2 separate regions of the Anas platyrhynchos genome follow, and region 1 is linked to region 2. A link is a contact called in public Hi-C data. All regions are on one chromosome and are shown on one strand. Each heading gives the region's core, a stretch centred on a gene start, on an enhancer-like site or on the middle of the called end of the contact. The rest is flanking DNA. Distances are from core to core; before and after follow the strand shown. Region 1 overlaps ADSL (adenylosuccinate lyase). Region 2 overlaps SLC25A17 (solute carrier family 25 member 17).

What was found. A called contact is a pair of places that touch in the nucleus more often than the background predicts.
Region 1: a Hi-C map of subcutaneous adipose tissue shows a contact between it and region 2, with 2.0 times the contacts expected there. The contact joins two enhancer-like sites. A contact is called at or near these places in 3 of 8 Hi-C or Micro-C datasets (skeletal muscle and subcutaneous adipose tissue).

What each region holds. Positions count from the first base shown.
Region 1 is chr1:53,354,956-53,362,149 of IASCAAS_PekinDuck_T2T, forward strand. ADSL (adenylosuccinate lyase) reads right to left here. Exons shown (of 13, transcript NM_001310389.1): 7 at 7,109-7,194; 8 at 1,662-1,731; 9 at 570-717. It also overlaps LOC106020099. Among named protein-coding and RNA genes, the nearest start is that of SGSM3, 9.6 kb to the left of the region's middle. Within about 2 kb of position 4,901, at least 1 of the 8 cell types and tissues checked has an H3K27ac peak or open chromatin away from gene starts, as enhancers often do.
Region 2 is chr1:53,220,006-53,227,578 of IASCAAS_PekinDuck_T2T, forward strand. SLC25A17 (solute carrier family 25 member 17) reads left to right here. Exons shown (of 9, transcript XM_027451129.3): 9 at 449-1,066. The coding sequence ends at 596. Among named protein-coding and RNA genes, the nearest start is that of MRTFA, 14 kb to the right of the region's middle. Within about 2 kb of position 5,031, at least 2 of the 8 cell types and tissues checked have an H3K27ac peak or open chromatin away from gene starts, as enhancers often do.

The sequences.
Region 1 (7,194 bases), core at 3,651-6,150, 130 kb after region 2:
TTGTTGAGCATGTCTAAAAGACCTGCACAGGTTTTTATGAAACATCACTTAGTAATGGTTTGTGCTCTTTGGGATCGAAATTGCTTCTTGTATGGAGCAACACTTTACAGAGAGATGAAAATAAATGTCTTCAGATTTGCCAGAGGGTGAAGGGTTTACAGATAAAATATTGAATTATTCAGTGTTAAAAGTGAAGAAGCGTAGGGTCAAAAATGATGTTCAAAACAGGAAGAAAAAACCAATCTGAGAAATGTGAGAGCTGCTATGCTACAACACTATGCTTTTGAAACCAGAAAACTATAAGAGCAATTCATTACCTATGTTTCCTGCATCCCTCCTCTCTCTGCTGCTTTGCTTTGCAAAAGGTCTTGACGGTTACAGAAAACTAACATTTTTCATCTGGTCTTTCAGAGGAAACCAGTCTGCAAGTCTCTAACTTCTATTGAGACTGCTTTTCATCAAGGTGGTAACTTGTGGTTTTAGTTTAAAAATAGTCTTTCCTCAATACATCAAAGGGCCTTCTTGCACAAGACCTTCCAGAATTGCTGCGTTGCACGGTGTGAACAAACCTGTTGGCACTGTCGTCCAGCGTTCGCTCGAACCACTGCACAGAAGCTGTTTGGAGGGGATCCATGATCAGAGTCATCAGGTGTCGAGCCAGGCTGCAGCACCGTTCTGAACGCATCGGGTTCCTCTTGTAAGGCATTGCACTTGAACCTGTGAAAGGAGAGAGAGTGGTGGAAATAGCACGCTCAGGAAGGTGCAGGGCCTCCTCCAGATAAGAGAAGTGCGTCAGGAATCAAATTTTGACTAAAGCCTCAGAACATGATGGTTTTCTAAATGCAGTAAAGAAAATGACAACATCGCACTTCTTCAGATTGATCAGAAACATCCAAATGTGGGGGGAAAAAAAAAGTGAGAAGACATTTTGCCATTCTGCAAAACAGCGTACGTACTACCACAGAACAGGAACAAATGGACGTTATTTCTAGTGCAGCATTTAGCACCATCTCTCTAAGCTACCCATGGCAACACTAGCAGTGTTCACGACCCCTGTAACGCTCTTCTTCCAAGTCAGATACACTGCTTCCTTCTGCTTCATGTTGAAATGTACTTTAAAACCAATCACGTAATGCAGAATGGTTCAAGTAACAGACAGGGCTACGGCCTGAACTGCTGACTCAATCCTATGCAACTATTTAGGGTGCCTGGGCTCCAAGGTCTAAAACTTGACATTCCCTCCTCCCCTTTTACCAACATCAGAGTCATGTCACTGGCATTTTTCTGGCAAGTGTCCAGTCCAGTTTTATTGTTCCAAACTTGTCTGTTTACAAACACCAAAATGCTGAGTCAACCAGGAAACCTACAGCTCTAGTTAAGTTCTTAAGGAATGGAAAACAACGTGTTCTCCTCAGACCCAGGGCATCTTCTGCAGTGAATGCAGAATACATAACTGCTTCTGCTCTCCCTCAACCCAGGAAGTGCATGAATACAAATATTAAAATTAAATTCATTACTTAATATCCAGAAACCTTTACCTCACACCCCAGTTAATTTAAAGCAACTTCTGCCAGTCACATTTCTAAGCTTGCTTAAATTGCTGCACCAGCATAAGTCAAAGGGTCCATATGCCAGTCCCAGAAATGGCTATAGTCCCTTACCAATCTGGTCCTTCTCAAAAGGCTCCTCTATCTCCTTCAGGTTGGCCAAAAGACGAATGTCGGTACAAATCTAGAAAAAAAGCCCAAGAAATTAACAAACAGAACCAAACCAACACTCACCAGTATATCTCCTGTCAGCGTTTGTGAAGAATCATTTACAATGGTGTCCAAGAAGACAACTGAGGAGGCAGTGAAAATTTGAGAAAAAAATTGACACTACAACCACAGCTCCTGGCCTATAAATCCCACAGTCAAGAAAGCATAATTAAAAGAGGGTGTCCACTGTATTAGAATACAACAGGACTCCAAGAAGGGCAAAGCTTTTCAGGGAATGTTAAAAGATACCAGGAGGGAACACTGAAAAACCATAACAAAAGTACAGCGGCTTGCAAATACAGATAACGTGTGCTCACTGAACCAGCCAGCTTACAAAACTGAAACAGAAAAACATACCACAGATCACTTTAGCCCAAGAGAAAGAGGTGGGAGGAAAGAGAGATAAATCAATGAAAAGAATCCACAGTGTAAGGAATGTTTCAGCGATTCGTGGCAATAGAGGGCTTGAAGGGTAAACCTGGAGTCTCTGGTATCTGGGGGGGTTCAGAATAACTGCTAACTATTGTGACTAGTGCGTGGGACACTAAGCAAGTCTCTGACACCCGGCCAAGATGGACAAAAGCGAAGGACAAGGAAAAAAGCCTGGGAGGAAGATTATGAGCCTTCAGCACGTGAGACCCCCAGAGGGACCACCAGAGAGTGATATGCCTGCGCCAGTGGGAGGGTTTGGGTTTCGGGAACTAATTATAATAACCCTGCCTTTTCTAGAAGTAGTGATGAATATGTATTAGCCTAGGAGCATAAAAACCAGCTGCCTGATGTAACGTGTGTGTGTGTGTTGGAGGAGCCCAGACTCCCTGCGCACCCACCAGTAAATCTTATAAAGCTAAACTGACCCGGAATTTATAACAATTTGGTGACCCTGACGTGATCCTCTTGGTCCCGAGGCTGCGAACGCCTAAGGGAGGCGTCCCCCACCCTTGTTTCGTTGTGGCCCTTTTCCAAGGGCAGTAGGGAGCCCAGCTGGATTACGAACAGAAGAGGCAAGTGAGGAACAAAGAGCTCTCCCCTCCTCTGGTTTACAGCCGTAACTCTGTGCACGAAGATCCGAACGAAGATTTATCGTTTGGTGAGTACGCCGCTGGGTCTGGCCGTGTGATGGTGTGTCGGGGTGTGATTGAGATGGGACTCAGTTCTGAAGCATGTGGAGGCCTTCTGACTGAAGTGTTTGTTCCAGGTATTCGTGGGTGAGATAACACTCACCAGACACCTTTAGATACAGGCACAGCCAGGAGTTTCTGAACTTTTTTTTGTATAAAAAGAAGTTCCAGGAATGGGTCAGGGACAAAGCAGATCCTCAGACTCGGGAGGTTCGAGGAGGGGCCTCTGGTTTAAAAAGGGGGAAAAATTACCAGATATTCTACCAGATAGTCCCTTAGGGCTAATGTTAAGATATTGGGATAATTTTAGAAGCACTAAACATAAGGATAAGGCAAGAAGGATTTGATTTTGTATGGTTAAATGGCCAAAAGAACCCTTAAGACCCCACGTATCCTGGCTGATGTTTGGGTCCATGGAGGACTGGGTTTATCAGGCATTGAATATTCACGTGAATAGCAGAACACCTGTGGATCTGGAAGAGAGCAAGTGTGCTGCAGCCTGGTTAAGACTAACAGAATCACCCACCACTTGTATATTTAATTTAATTGCATAAAAGGAGGATGAAGAAGATAAGGAGTGGGAGCCCCTTGATAATTTGCCTCCTCCATATAACCCACCTTCCCCAACTGCACCGACCCCCTAACCCAACCCCACCTGCCCAAAGGACAAGGAGGCAACAGAGAAACAGGGAAAGGGAGCAGGAAGGGGCTGAGGAGCAGAGGGGTTTATACCCATTGCTGGGGGTACCCTGGGGAGGTAACCAGGGAGGAACAGGCTTGTGACTGTGCCCCTCAATACATCAGATGTGAGAAATTTTTAAAAAGAAATGGGTAGTTTATTGAATGATCCTTGAGGGGCCACAGAGAGATTAGATCAATTCCTGGGACCTAAGACGTATAGGTGGGAAGAAACGCAGTCGATTTTGGGGATCCTCTTCACCACAGAGGAAAGGGGGACGATTAGACAAGTGGGAATGAGAATATGGGAACGACAAAATCAAGCTGGACTGCCCAGGGATACAAAATGGCCAAACGTGGACCCTAACTGGGACCACCAAACGGCAGCAGGGCAACAGGACATGAGAGATCTTAGAGCTATAATAAATCAAGGCATCAAGGAGGCAATACCAAGGGGACAGAATATTAATAAAGCTTTTAACGAACACCAAAAAAAGAGAGGAGTGGCTAGGAAGGTTAAGAAAAAGCCTCCTAGTGTACTCTGGCCTGGATCCAGATTCACCCGTGGGGGGGTGCTACTGAAAACTCTGTGGCAAAATCATGGGAGGACATACGAAAAAAGATAGAGAAACTGGATAACTGGCAAGACAGGGGCTTGGAGGAATTGTTATGAGAGGCTCAAAACATCTTTGTGAGGCGTGATGAAGAAAGACAGAAAGCCAAAGCAAAAATCTTTGTGGCTGCTGTCAGAGAAATCCAAAAAGGAGGAAAAAAAAAATAACATAAGAACCTTTTTTTTAAACCCATATAAAACTGTGATTAGCTTTCCAGGAGCTGGATCACCCCGAAAGCCTGAACGGTACCACAGGCCCACATCAACCCTGAGACCGGGCCCAGCCCCTCGAGTGAAGGCTCTTCCCACACCCTCAAGACTGGACGGCGCAGAAGGATAAGCAATGCTATACATCCTGGTATTATTTTTACAGGGGCAACTGAGCCATGGGCAAGAACGGAGGAATAACTTTTTCATTCTGGGGGAGGAAGTGGCCAAGGCCTTTAACCTGAGTAACTGCTGGGTTTGTGGAGGACCGGGGTGGGATGAAAGTTGGCCCTGGGTAGCTGGCCCGGTCGAACCCAAGTGGTGGGTTAGTAATTTGAGTGAAGTTCATAATGGGACACAGTTTTGGAAAGAGGAAGGAGGCCCGTGGCAATTGCACTCGTCAGATCGGGGTATGTACTGCCTAAACAGAACAGGAACGGTAGCGGTAGGAAAAAGCACTTGTAATTGGACACTGTCTCCCGGATATGATTGTGCTGATCCTGAATGTAGACCCATAAACTGTACAGCACGTAGTGGGCAATGGAACACCACACATGTCCAGCTGAGAAACGGGACTTGGCTGAAATGCTCATATAGGGAGTTTTTTGGATCTGGATGTGAAACCACAGAAAGAGCACAAGCTGAGGGACAATTTGACAGTCAGATCTTGAGCTGTCAGCATGATAACACCACTAGGGAACAGCACGTGGTAAGGGTCTACCGCTGGAGGTGGCAAGATGAGAATGGGAGACGAGTGTTCTTTAAGCATTTCTGGTCAGCTCATAATATGACAGGCCACCAAGGAAAACTTGATTGTAATTGTAAGTGGGAATCCGATGCGGGAGCTTGGAGGTGTACATATACAAGTAAAAAGGGGGCAGACGTTGTAACAGGACCACTCGGTGACAAGAACACTCTGTATTTTCACGCTCCAAAGAATAAAGAAGGATGGGATGGTCCTTTTCCAAATGGGACGTGGGCCCTAAAGGGACATTACTGGGTGTGTGGCAAATATGCCTACAAGAGGCTACCCAAAAACTGGTCAGGAATATGCTATGTGGGGTACATAAGACCCTTGTTCTTTCTATTGTCACAAATACAAGGAAATCATTTACAAGTAACATTATATGATGATGTGAATAGAGAGATACGATCTACTGATGCTTCCTTAGCCGGGGGTAGTGCCCAAAAATGGGGAGAGAATGAATGGCCTCCTGAAAGAATCATACAGCATTATGGACCAGCTACCTGGAACCCGAACGAGGTAGTATCTGGGGCCCAAGAACCTATTTATAATTTAAATCGAATAATTAGGTTGCAAACTGCCCTCGAAATTATAACCAGTCAAACAACGACGGATTTGGGTCTTTTGACTGATCGATTCACCCAGCTGAGGAATGCTATCTTTCAACACAGAATGGTTTTAGACTATTTACTAGCAGAGGACGGGGGAGCGTGTGGAAAGCTGAACGATTCTAATTGTTGTTTACAAATTGATGACAACGGAAAAGTGGTTAAACAGATAACAAAGGAAATTAGGAAATTAGCCCACGTCCCAGTACAAACTTGGAAGGGTATGGATTGGGATTTGTTTTCCTGGCTGCCCGGTAGACCATGGGTTAAACAGATGCTATTTTTATTTTTATGTGGTGTAATGATGTTATTATTTATACCTTGTATGATACCTTGCTTTACATTATTGATACGCCGAATAATAAATAGTAACCGATTTGTGATGACTTCGGTAGGGAAGAAAGGTGACATGTCAATAATGATGCTTAAGCAACGGAACCCCCAAGAACCGACTGATGAAATGCAGTTGTTACTGGCGAAAGTTGAAGAATAGATATGAATTGCGAATATTAAAAAGAAGATGAGGGATTGTTAGGAATGTTTCAGCAATTCATATCAATGGAGGGCTTGAAGGGTAAACCTGGAGTCTCTGATATCTGGGGGGGGGGCTCAGAATAACTGCTAACTATTGTGACTATTGCATGGGACACTACGCAAGTCTCTGACATCTGGCCAAGATGGACAAAGGAAAAGGACAACGAAAAAGCCTGGGAGGAAGACTACGAGCCTTCAGCACGAGAGACCACCAGAGGGACCACTGGAGACTGATAAGCATGCGTCAGTGGGAGGGTTTGGATTTTGGGAACTAATCATAATAACTCTGCCTTTTCTAGAAGTAGTAATGAATATGTATTAGCCTAGGAGCATAAAAACCAGCCACTTACTGTAACATGTGCGTGTGTGTGTGTGTTGGAGGAGCCCAGACTCCCCGCACACCTAACGCTGTTTACTTGCCTTTTATTGACCCCATAAATAAACCTTATAAAGCTAAATTGACTCGGAATTTATAACAACAGGGACAGGCAGAATAACACCATTACAAGAGAAGCAATTAATGGGGAGCAAGCAGTGAAATTTAAAAACTCATATACCACTAAGAAAGACATTTACTCTATTTGGATCGATTTAGCAAAGATTATACTAATATCTGGCATGGGAGTTGTTAATCCAACTTGAAATCTGCTCAGTAAACTTTTTTTTTTCCCCTTAACACTGGTCTTAAGATCTTTGAAGTCTGATGTCTACGCATGAACCCAGTGGTGAATTTACATGATCACAAAGAGAACAGCCAAACAGCTCATATTTCCTGAGGAAAGCATTTATCCCCACAGGCACCTTCTCTTGCACTTCTTCCTGGTGTGTACAGGTAGGGGGCTCACCTTGTGTACAGATGCTCCCAGGCTGGCCAGTACAGAGAGGATGTCAATATCCACCTTGCGACTGTAGGTCTGCCCCGTGACCATGT
Region 2 (7,573 bases), core at 3,781-6,280:
TGAGCCTTCTGTTTTTTTTTTCTAGCATGATATAGAAGACTTGAATATTGCTAATATGTTGAAACCGTTGCTGGATCTGACTCTTGTTTCTTTTTGCCCCCACCTTGGACTTGCCATTTGATCCATCTTGTTTTGTGTGTGTGTGTTTCTTTTTTGTAATATACTGTAAAAGTACACAAAAACAAGTTTTCTTAAAAATCTCAACAGGACTTGGTTTCTAGGATATGTATTCATTCACCTCTGACCTTAAAAAGAAGCAAGTTTCTTCTAGAAGTTTATCTTTAAAATACTTTGAAGCATAACTGTGACTCAAGATCTGGAAGGAATTTAAGATACTTACAGTTGTCATTAACTTGTATTCATTCTGCCTAGTGTACCAATTTACTTATAGAAAGCTATTTACACGTGTTTGTTTTTTTTTTTTTTTTTATTATTTTTTTATTTTTAGGCGGTTTGGATTAATGGGACTCTACAAAGGCCTTGAAGCAAAGCTCCTGCAGACAGTCCTTACTGCTGCCCTAATGATTCTAGTCTATGAGAAACTGACTGCTGCAACCTTCACGGTCATGGGATTAAAGCATTCACGCAGACATTGAGAAAGGAACCTACGCCAAAGATTTTGGGCTCTGGGAAGACACATTCCATTTCTGAGACCACACTGGGTAGTAAAGGGTCCTCACTTTCTCTTTATTTCTGTTTTCTTTTTAGCCATCTCCATTATTGGGAGAAATGTAGAATACGTTCTGTAGGACTTGTTGCCATGACTTTGGGGATAGCCCAGTCCCCGCTCTTCTGTGGACTCACTGTGTTAAGAAACAAAGCAGAGACCTTCTTGAAACACTTGAAATGAAATTTTAATTGCCATATGATTTGGCTGATGTTCTTGGTGAGAATGAGTATCTCTTACGATGCTTAACTTCCTTGTTTTCCCTTGAATTATCCTTAACTATTATTCTGTCTTTACCTTCTGTCAACAGCTGGTGGGGCTGGTTTCATGTTAATCTCCTCGCGCTCTGTTTGTTTTTGTCACTTGATTTGTGATTCATTAAAATAATGAAGAGCAAGATTTTTGCAACTTTTTTTTTTCAACTTCAAATACATGTTTGTGGCACAGGATGCTGGGGTGTTCTCCCAAATACCTGGTGGTGAGATTTCTGAACTGCTAGAGTGACGATAGCCGTGAGTAGGCCCGGTGCCTTCTAGAACCCACCTAGCAAAGTTTCAGTGCAGATACTGGTTAGAAAGGGGGAATGTAACCTCCTGCTTTCTCTTCATGCTACCTCACACCGTTTCAAGAAGAGGACTCCCTACTCAGAAATAGATCAGGCTCTGTATTCCAGTTCCTTGTTGAGGGTATGTGAATTCATGCCACGTTCTCGTGCAGGCAGGAAGCAGTACCCTGTGCTTCATCAGCGGTGTGCCTTCTCAAAAATGCCATTTAATTGTTCTTCCACTAATCTTTCCAGATGCCTTCCTGACCATAAAGCATAAAGGTCGTAACTATTGTCCCAGCTAAAATAAGTGCATATGTTCTTTTTGCATAGTTTTGTTCAGTAGTCCTTGGCCATAAAATCCAAATAAATCCTGCTCGCTGTCATTAAATCTGCAGCAGGATTGTTCTGAAGTACAGTTTTATATTTGAAGTATTGAGAAATTCCATGGCAGTTTAACACAAAGAACATCTGAGAGAATCAAGTGCTGCAGGAATGCAGCATGGCTGAACTGCTAAACGGCACCTTTTTTGTCTCAACTGGATCAATTCTAATTATGGAATTGGTATGTATTTCCACAGGTGGGGGGAAAAAAAAGCTATCTTTTGATCAAGAATATAAACCTTTAAACTGATTTTTGCTTTTCAAAGTATTGGGAGCATAAGTACACCAGAAAAATGGACTTCCTGCAATGCTTGGTGCTTTTCAGCCCAAATAGGATTTACATGTGACATCTAGTGGTATGAAAAAGCACAATGAGACGTAATTAAACTTGGATAAATGACATGAAATTTCATGAGAGTATGTAGACCTCACTGGTGGAGAAGAAGCAATCACAATCCTGAGAATTTCAGTGAAAATATTCTGCTGACTGAAATGAGTTATCCTATGGAAAGCCAGATTGAAGTCTGTTTTTCTATTTTTAATAAGAAATTCTCAGTTGTCAGTATGGCTTCTGATAACTGTATACTATCAGTGAAATTCTTGCTCTCAGAATAATTGCAAGGAAGCTGAAAGGCTGTCTGCTTTACGCAAATGCATCAAGTGTTTCTGATGCCACTTTAGCTGAAATCTACGTGGCTGCTAGAAGCTTTAACTCAGTGCCCACAGACTTTTTTTGGTCTGTGTGGAATGAAGCAGCAAGTCCTACAAATACAGAATGATTTTTCTGATTGCTGTACTTCTAAGAAGAAAGTAAATGCTTGCTTGGTCCCTAGCCCAAAAAAATTTGCCTACTAGACAGTGTGGTTTCAAAGGAATAAAACAGTATCTGTCACCTTTGCAAGAAAGCCAAGTACAAACCAACTGCATAGAGAGGTATTCTGACCTCTGCTGTGTCTTTGCAACCATTAAATGTGGAATAGAAATTTAGCACTAAGCTCTGCTCATCTCTCCTGACCCGCTGCAAGTTTCATAAAGGGATGAAAACGAGTGAGTGAAGTCAGGATTGTCTTCAATCTCTTTTTTTTTTTTTTTTTTGACTGATCTGTGGTATTTAAAACATTTTTGCTCCTGCATTCTGTAGTATTTGGACATTAGGCTGAATTCACTGAAAGCCTGCTTAACCTCCTGTGACTGAGCCAAACAAGAGATGGGTGAGGGGTTGTTCAGTTGTTTAACCCACAGGTAAAAGTTCATGTGACAGGTGGTACCTTCGCTGAAGTTTTCTCAGGCGTAGATTGAACAGATGATGACATTTCTGTTAGAGTTGCTAAAATTATTTCTGCCTTCAAAGGCATATGTGAATATCACTGACATTAAAGAAGCATCATTTATTAGAGAAGGCTACGCACAACGCTATTCCTAATTCTTGTTCTTAAGTCACCCATGGCAGATAAATACCATCCAGAAGCAAAGCTGAAATATAATAATTCTACAGTTTTTACAGTTTTAAATAACAAACATTCTTTAGACAGAAGTGACTCAATTGACACAGTTCAGGCATGCACTGTGACAGGAGTGTGTTGTGGCACGGGGAGCTGTGAGCTCGAGTGCTTGCAGTGAAAGCCTCGAGGCAGGGCCGGCTGCTGCCAGCGCCTGCATTTCCCTCGTGTGTCCAGCGGCTGACTGCGTGTTCCAGCCAAAAATGTTGTCCGTTTGCTTTTGGAGAGCATAAAATATCTTCATCTCGAAGTGAAAAACAAACTTTTTTTTTTTTAATGCTGTTTTTGAGGGAATGAAGAAGGGGGGGATCATTAACGAAGGACAGCAGCAAAATCTGTCGCAGCCAACACGGGTAATTATCATTCTTTTTTGGCTTAATTTAGGGGATTTAAATTTAATCCCCATCCCTTCCTTTCTGCACCTAGCCCAAAAAGACAAGATCGCAAAACAAGTGGCTCCTCAGCTATCTGTGATGTCCAGGATAAATTTTACTCCTATTTATATTCTAGACCCTTCCTCTTATCATTACATTGATTGTTTGCCTGTACAAATAATAGTAGGATGGCGTTTAACACGTTTCAGCTTCTTTTAATGCTACTTAATAGTTGCAACCCAGGAGGACGTGTGACCTGCTAGTTCTTACAGGCCTTCTCTCTCTTAACTATTGATTCCCAGCACAGAGGTTAGGAGCTGATAACGTGTAATGTCTGCTCTTCATCCTAAATAGCATCGGTGAATTGCTGAGCGCTGCTAAATGGTTTTGTCTGTTTCTGAGCTGGCTGCGCTGTGCTGCGGGAGGGATTCGTTCCTCTGCACAGTTAGCTGGCTAAACCAAAGAAAGTTATTAAAACCTGAAAGCTGACATCCATCCTGTGGGAGGAAAAATGAGCTTAGCCTGCAGCGCAGCACGCTCCATTCCTTTTGGACAAAGCTGCTGGTACAGATTAATCTTTCCATTGCGCATCTCCGTGCTCGTCTGCTGAGGAAGGAGAAGGGGAGTGCTGACCCTGCTCCTGCAGTAAAGGCAGGCAAACGTGATCCATCCCTAGAAAAGCAGGTGAACCTGCAAGACAGGGATACTCAGGCCATGGGGTCAGCTGAAAAATGCGGCGATGGCCATCGATGCTCCCATTTCCCAACCACTAAGTGCACGGCAGGAGGTGTGGGACCTGGGGAGCTAGCATCGCTCATGTGTTGGGTTTTATGCCTTTTTTTTTTTTTTAATCGATATGATTTAAAGCACAGTTGGATGGGGAGACAGGATGTATAAAACCAGTTATGTTCTCAGAGTTATTTAACTACCTCATCCAAAAGGCTGAACTCTCTGTCTCCGAGGGCTGCTTTGCACTTAAGGGGGGCTGCCCTTTGCCTAACGAAGCTCTCTGTTTCCTGCAGCTGCTGTCACTCCGAGCAGAAGCCTCTCTTGCTTTCAGGGCATCAAAGCACGTTTCCGTGGTATGGAGAGGGGTCAGGTCAGTCACACAAATAAAGCTGCGGTGTTTGCAGGGTCCAACCCACAGCAGACCCCGTTATTGCAGGAGGAGGGACGAGCAGTAACTTGGGGTGGTCTAGAGCAGAAAGCTCAACGAGATAACAGTCTGCCACCACCACCAGCAGCGCTGGAGATGTACAAGTGATGGAGAGGGCAAGAGATCTTTACCAGATGCTCCCAGATGTGCAGTGAGTTAAAAGGTGTCAGCATCAGGTTTTAACAGTGGGAAAACCCTCACAGTGTTTCGAGATCAACCTGCAATGCTGGGTGCACAGATGCTGGACTTGGAGGCATCTACACACAATAGTCCTCGAATCCACACCTGCGTGTTTGGGTGCTGTGGATCAGCCCCAGCGTATCGGAGGAAACCCCGTCTGTCTGAGCTCACCCGGGGATCCGCTTACACCAGCAGAGCTGCGATCCTCAGCGCTTGTCACCCAGCTGCCCGCCCTGCGGGTGCTGCTTTTATTCTTAGCAGCAGCTAATCTCTGCTGTACCCTCACGTCCAGATATGGAGCACGCAGTTTTCTTCGCGGTGAGATTTATGTGGAACGAGAGACAAATGCTGAGCGCTTTGGCGGGCTTCCCCGTGGCTTCCTTGCTGCAAATTGTCGCTTTAAGATTCTTGGCTTGGCCACGCGGGTCTAAGTCTGTGATTGATAGGAGATTTCAGCCTGCCTGGGTGGATTAGAGATGCAGTGGGGCCCCACATAAGTGTCCCCTTAGCTCAGCTCAGTGGTGGCACATCAAGAGGCACGGAGTTGCCCTTTTGTACAAAAAATCCCACCTTTCCCTCTGTTGTCTGAAAGTTTCTCCTTCTTCTAACGTCCTTGAGGACTGACGGTGGCGTGCTGGTGTCAAGCTGTTAGAAAGTGCTGCCTTTCATGAATGCTGATGGGAGAAAACTAATTTGATGGATTTTTCTCATCATCTTCCCTTGTGCACGTGCCCATGCAGTCCTAAGCCTTAGAGCGACTCCTTGCATACAAAACACTTCTCTTCCTTTCCTCAGGCTTATTTCTCCTAGGTTTGCCTTGTGACCAGGAATCAAAAACCACTTTGATCCTGCAGTTCTCTGCTTTTGAGATTCACCAGATTACAGCAGGTAATGTACAAAAGGTTTAGGGTTTTAATATTTTTTTTTTACATGATCAGACAGCCTTTTATCTCCCTGTTGCAACCTCACTCTTCCCATAACATGTGAAATGACACAAAAGCCCAGGGGACCACAGAAGCTGCCTTCCTCCTGAGGACTGTCCCCCGGGTGAGGCAGCCTCCTGGGATGAATTTGTGCTTTCTGTCCGTCCTTGCAGCGGTGGCTGCTGCGGGATGGAGCCGTGCAGTGCGAGGAATGGGGAGTAGTATGGTTTGAGCTTGCCCACGGCTCGTTTTGGTAGTGGAATCCCTTCCCATCATTCATCCCGGAAAGGGTTTGCTGAAGGAGATCTGCTCACCAGCTCTTCCACTGAGAGCAGATCTGGCAGAAAGGATGGCAGCCTCTGCAGGGCCAGTGCTTTATTATTGTGCTCTCCAGTATCCTTCATTTAAAAATCTGCAAACAGAAAAGGAAGCCAAGGCTCCCCCCCTCTTCCTGCCCTCGCTGCACAACCCCTTTTTGCCACGCTAGGTGGTGGCAGCCTTGAGCTTTAAATGCTTTCAGATGTGAACCCAAAGCTCCTGGGTTTGTTTCCCCTTGTGTCAATCAGATACAATTAGCAGCACACAGAAAAGGAGATAAAATGCAAACAGAGGAAAAATAGTTTCCTTCTCAATGGCAGGGGGGTCTGTGCAAGACGGGGTTGGTTTTTCCTCCCCGCTTTTCACTCAAGTTGTGAGGTTGGGGCCAGGGGAGTCAGTTGGCTTCGCTTCTCAGCAGAGGATTTGTAATCTGGTGGGGAATGAGGAATCTTCCCCCTTGTCCTCGTTCGTCGTGGACAGAGCAAAAAATAGGATGCGAGCTAAAAATACTTTGGCATTTTGCTTGTGGTCTGCCTTATCTGGACGATCGCAGTGCTCAAGGGAGTCACATCGGTCTTTCACGAGCCAAGCGGGATGTGTGGCGGGGAGGTCCTGGCCCGCGGGGAAGATGCACTCAAGAAGGAGAGGAAGGGCCCTGCCAGGAGGCCAGCGGGTGAGCCTGGACTGGTTTCTGCACACTCATGTGAGCAGCTTCCATCTCCTTGCGGTCTCTAGGGCCAGGCATCATCTCCTCCTCTGCCTCCTTCCATGCTTGACCCCAACGGTGGGGGCAAAGCCAGAAACTAGAAAAATTCAGTATATGGTTGGTGGTTGGCTTCTGAACCTTCACACACGTCAGAAAGCAAAAGGAAAGTAAATTTCCAGCTTCTTCTAAAACACAAAAATGAAGTAGTTGTGGATGCCCCATCCCTGGAGGTGTTCAAGGCCAGGCTGGATGCAGCTTTGGGCAACATGGTCTGGTGGGAGGTGTCCCTGCCCATGGCAGGGGGTTGGAACCAGGTGGTTTTGAAGGTCCCTTCCAACCCAAACCATCCTATGACCTGGGACTCTCATCCAGACTGACAGCTGGGCTGGTGAAATTCAGGCTGTTGGGTGAAAAATACCAGATGGCTCCAACCATACTCCGTGATGCTGCTGGAAGGAAGTTGTGGGATCAGTGTTGATTTTTTCCAGGTTTAATCTGATTCTGAAGCGGGTCTTCTGGAGTGCAACTTGAACATACTTTCAGTCAAAACAAGGAGCTCTTGTTCTGGATCCCTTCCTAGGCAGGTCTCTGGGTTGAAATCAGACGGCAAGGTTGCCGCCCTTGTAGCTAAGCAGCACACGTAGATAACTGCTGCAAGGTTCATGCTGGGTGATTGAAATATCCCTAATTACATCACTCGCTATGTCCCTGTAAGTGCACAGAGGCACGGAGGAGCAGCCCCCTGGGCCCCTGCACGTTCTCCTTTACGCTAAGGACTTATGCGTGGCCAGGGTTTCATAAAACGCCTTCAGGGCATCTTGG